2 separate regions of the Astyanax mexicanus genome follow, and region 1 is linked to region 2. Evidence: chromatin contacts called from public Hi-C data. All regions are on one chromosome and are shown on one strand. The core of a region is the stretch at or near the end of the contact, and the rest is flanking DNA. Distances in the headings are between cores, read along the strand shown.

What was found. Hi-C and Micro-C count contacts between places; a contact is called where the count stands out from the background.
Region 1: a contact with region 2 is called in a Hi-C map of muscle, with 5 times the contacts expected there. The contact joins the promoter of sesn1 here to the promoter of foxo3b in region 2. A contact is called at or near these places in 3 of 3 Hi-C or Micro-C datasets (blood and muscle).

The regions. Positions count from the first base shown.
Region 1 is chr1:53,227,552-53,230,251 of AstMex3_surface, reverse strand. It overlaps sesn1 (sestrin 1), which reads left to right and starts at 1,254. Exons shown (of 11, transcript XM_007255673.4): 1 at 1,254-1,315; 2 at 2,370-2,661. The coding sequence starts at 2,407.
Region 2 is chr1:53,081,953-53,084,652 of AstMex3_surface, reverse strand. foxo3b (forkhead box O3b) reads right to left here and starts at 1,316. Exons shown (of 4, transcript XM_007255675.4): 1 at 737-1,316; 2 at 1-372. The coding sequence starts at 166.

The DNA of each region.
Region 1 (2,700 bases), core at 5-2,504, 150 kb before region 2:
AAACATATTATTTACTGTGAACTTAATGATCCAACAGTATTGATAATGACTCGCCACCTGTGCATTTCTCAGCCTAACACTACCTACTCACAGGTGACTGAAACTTTTTAAATCTTAATATGCTAGAGATGCAGAAGCAGTTTTCAGAGCAGTTCACTTGATACTATATGGAAACAATATATTTTTAATGAATACAGTAATTGTTTGAAATACATTGTGAAATTAAAATATATATTTTAAATGTATTTACATTGCATTTTTCATTTAAATAAATACATGCCCAGCATCAGATATCTGTGCTAAGAATGTTCCTAGATTAGTAAGGGCAGAATTGGGTTATACCTGAAAGCCTGCTTACATATACCAACAAAGTGCTGCTAGAACCTACACAGGACATGAGCTTCTTGATTCTAATGTAAATAGGGAATAATTTTTATTACCAGTGATTTAAATCTTAATTTTGTGCTGGCACAGTTTCATAAGTGTATGTTTTATTTTATTTCTACTAAATACATTCATTTTTTTTACATTCATTCATTAGCTGAATTCTATTACAGAATTTGACCTATCTGCAGTGCACATGTGATGAATGTTTCATTTTTGAGTGCATTTATAGAAACCACCATCAAACAGAGTGCACAAAAACTAACAACCTCAAGCATTAAAAATATGAATTTACTTTAAAAAATGAAGAAACCTCAGTTTCATATTAACACATTCCTTCTCTTGATGCAGTCACAGCAGATGATGAAGACTGAATATCAATGAGCCAGTGCTGTGCAGTGTATTTTCCTCTTTCTAGCAGTGAATGTTGTTTAACAGCGAGTTGTTGGTTAATGTTATTAAGCGCGTTTCTGTGTGAAGGGTTTGGTTTATTAGTCTGGGTGGTAATAAAAGCCGGGGATGTGCTTCTATACGCTTTACGTAAATTATAAGGTTTTGAGATAAACAAGTGGTGGCGGGGCTGTAGAAGTTAACAGCTCCCTCTGTGGATGTCGGTAGTTGAGGTCTCCTGTTTTCTGAAGCCTCGTTCAGCGGTATAGCAGTTAAAACGCCCGTACACTACAATACCCAAAAGTCCGCCCGGCATGTTGTTAGAAACGCCCCAAGCGTGCGCTGATTGGTGAATAGGTCGCTGTGTCCGCCCACTTGTCATTTCCGCGAACCCTATTGGTCCGCAGTCCCTGTCCATCACGTGTTTTCTCTAGGCTGCGCCGAAGACACTCCTCCTGAGAGCTGCTGCTGTTCAGGACGGGAGAGCGATCAGGGGACGGTCCGTCGGGCGCAGAAAGAGCCAGAAAGAATGTGAAAATCTGTGAGTATTGACCTCTGACATTCCGCAGTGCTCCAGCAGACCGCTTTGCTGTGTGTGTGACTCTGCCTTTTCTTCAGTATCAGCTCGTTCTCTGTTGTTACGGGTCATTGTAAGAGGATTGAATGGACCAGCCGCGGCTAACACAACTTCATAGCTGCGGAAAAACGTTATTCGGTGATGTTTTTTTATAGTCCGCCCGAGACCAGACCGCTGGTTTTTATATGTTTGTCAAAAGTGAGGCTCTTCCTAACTTCTCTAGATATTTCTAGGGACCTGCGCTCGAGCTATGAACCCATGAAGAGGTGTCAGACTATGTCAGTCCTCCTCACCTGATAAGAAAACAAAAAAATCATGTATTAATAAAAGAATAAAAGACTGTCCATTTATTGCAGCTATTAAAGTGATCCATGCAGACCCAGTATCCCGCTGTTTCTGATCTGTGGTATTTAAGTACAGTTCTGGAAAAAAAAGTAAGAGATCTGAATCAGTTTCTCTGATTTTGCTATTCATACGTAAGTTATATGTTTAGGTAAAATGAACGTTGTTTTTTTTTATTCTATAAACTACGGACAACATTTCTCCCGAAATCCAAATAAAAATGTTGTCATTTAGAGCATTTATTTGCAGCAAATGAGAAATGGCTGAAATAACAAAAAAGATGCATAGCCTTCAGACCTCAAAAAATGCAAAGAAAACGAAGTTCAGAAATCAATATTTGGTGCAATAACCCTGGTTCTTAATCACAGTTTTCATGCATCTTGGCATGTTCTTCTCCACCAGTCTTACACACTGCTTTTGGATAACTTTATGCCACTCCTGGTGCAAAAATACAAGCAGTTCAGCTTGGTTTGTTGGCTTGTGATCATCCATCTTCCTCTTGATTATATAGTAAAATCAAAGCTCATTGTTTTTTTTAATGGTCTCTTATTTTTTCCAGTGCTGTATATTTTTTAATGTTGCACGTATCAATGTCTGAACTGCAGATTTGTATTAGGAGACTACTGTGAACAGCACATCTGACAGACCTGATCTTAGTTTTTTTCTGTTCTCACAGCCCACAGAACTAAAAGCTTAAGAATATCATCACAGAGATGGACAGCAGAGACAGTGGAGCAACCTGGGAAGGGTTGGCGAGTCGTGATGCTGGCTCCAGAGATGCAGCCATGGAGAGCCTTCATCAGGAGGTGATGAAGAGAGTGAAGAGTATAGGACCTGTCCCAGAGACCCCCTACTCCCCCGCAGCCAGCGACCTCAATCACATACTGGCACGCATCCTCATGCTGTCCAAGAGGTGCCCGTACGACGATGTGAAGGAAAAGTGCATCTGGATCCTCCGGAGCATTCAGGTGAGAGAGAGAATCTGACGGATAGACAGGCACAGAGGG
Region 2 (2,700 bases), core at 67-2,566:
CGTCCTCCTCCTCCGGGATGATGTCCGTATCGGCAGCCCCTGGCTTGATCGAGCCGGACTCGGGCAGCGGCCACGTGCACGACCGCGGGCGCTTCTGAGGCTCGAAGTCCGGATCGATGGCCACCTCCAGCGGTGACAGGGGCTCCGGGGACGCCGAGTCCGCCATCGTGGAGCTCCGACGGACAGAGAAAGAGACGATAATGTGTGTGTGAGTGAGTGTACGTGTGTGTGTGTGTGAGAGAGAGTCACGAGGGCTTCTCACTCAGACAGGTAGAGGCGCGCTGTCACAGTCCAATTCCATGAATGCTCGTCCGCAGTGAGGCAGTGAGACCCCTGAAGCAGACGGTACGCTCCCCCACTCAACACTGCGTCCTGCGGAGTGAGCAGAGAATTGACACGCTCACTACAAGCTCTCCATGCAATAGAATTAATAACTCATCAACACACACTGAGCATCGTGCAATCGCTGGTAGCCTGTAGTTGTAATACTGGACCTGGTACTATACTGGTATTACGCTTCAACAAAGGACATTCACCTACACAATCAGAAAAAATGATGCTGTCACTGAGGTGGTAAACATCAAGAGTATTAATAACCATGTCTCAGTCCCTTTATTTCAAACACATATTGTTTTTGTATTTTTTTGCAATTGTTTGTCGCTATGTTTTTTTTTTAAAGAAGAGTCGTACTAATCTGATGCACTAATTTGAGCAAAACTGTATAAAAATGTCATACCTTTTTCTGACGGTGCAGCAGTTCAGATCCTGCAAGATCTTTAGAGCTCCACTCCAGTGTCGCACTTGAGATCAGCCCGAGCACCACTGATGTAATGCAGCCTCCGAAGCCACAACGTCACAAATAAAACAAAGCCATTCAGCACCAAAGTCACGGCAGGTTCAAGTCATTCAGGCGGAGTTTGGAGAAACACAAAGTCAGTCCTGAGCGCTTCCACATTGACGTATAATCTTTGTTGAAGTTGATTAAACGACGAGAGAAAGAGAGCGAGAAAGAGTGAGTGTCGTCTCAAAGCGCACAGATAAAGAGAGAAAGAAAGAGAGAGAGAGAACCGCGTTGTAGCGTCTCGCTGTAACAAAGACGCCTAAAAGCAGCAGAACCGCTCGCTACGCTGCCACTGTCGCCCCGACGCAGCCCATTATTACTACAGCACTGGAGCTGCTGCTGCTAAACCCTGAGCACTCGCTCCTCTCTCAGCGCTTCAACTTACACACACACGTCTGAGTGGAGAGACAGAGAAAAGGAGATGTAGGCTAACCCCGTCAGACCTCCCCCTCCCCCTCTCTCCAACACACACACACATATACATACACACACACACTCTGCCTCTCCACCTCTCATGCATGGGATCGCCTTTTAAAGGGCCACAGCTCCAGAGTACAGTAAAAGCGCGCGCGCACACTCCCGCACACAAGGGCATGTTCAGGCAAGACACGCGAGATGTTATCGGCGCATTTGGACGGCCAAATATAGACCGCGTTGTGTAAGAATAAAACGCGGCATGTGGCGCCCTCATGAAACCAGACACCCTTTATCAGCTGTGGACATTTCATATCATATCATTTTATATCATATCATATCATATTATATCGTATCATAACCACGCAGTGACGAGGAGACAATTACAGTATAGTAATGTCCCTGCTGGAAAATCCAGATCCAAACAGCCTGTTGCTGACAGCTGGTTGTGGATGATTTAAGCTGGTCTTTGGTCTTAAAAGCTGACAAACCAGTTCTTGACCAGCATAAAGTATGTTACATTTTTTATTTTGGTCATGCTGGCCAACCAGCTTTGTTTTACAGGGCATACTAGTCAACCAGCATGGTCAAACGTGGTTATACTGGTTCTCTAGCCTGGACATAGTTCAGACATGTATAAAGTTCAGACATGTATAAAGTACTAGAGACCCAGACTTGAGTAAAAGTACAAGTTCTTTATCAAAAAAGTGACTTGCATAGAAGCTGTTCTTTAAGCACCTTAAGATGTTTTTTAACCTAAATGAAAGTACTAACATATCTGTATTTTTTGGTACTTATACCAAGTAGTATATTTTAAAATGTACTAGTGAAAGAAAAAGTACAGTACTGTGTTATGTTGTTATTACAAAAAAGCAGTAAAAAAGTTCTTAGAGTGAAGAAGCAGTGAGGTCTTCTTATAAGGTCAGCTTGATTGATTGATTCACTCAATGATAAGGAGCTTCATTTTATCCGGTGACAGTGCAGATCATCTACTGCTCTGGCTTTAGTGATAATGTGGATTTAAAATGATTCATAACAAATATGTATGGGAGTAAAAATATTAAACTCATCAAAATATGTATTGAAGTAAAAGTGTGAGTAAGAGAAACATATAATACTCCAGTAGATACAGATACAGAACTGAAGTAGTTCTGCTTTGTTACTATACATCACTGGTCTGATTTAACATTCTTATAGACAAGCTAAGGCATCAAACTCAAACAAAACCATAACTTGTACTGGTCAAAAATATTTTTATATATATATATTGAGATATATACTAATATATACTATATATACTAATGTTATATATTAGTAGGGTTTATATGAATAATTCTTGTTTAAGGTACATGAAAATTATTTTTTTTACCAAGCCTAATAACCTGTCTGAAGCTGTCTGATAGCCAGAAAAAAACATGTCTACCATAATTCTAGTTTATAGCTCA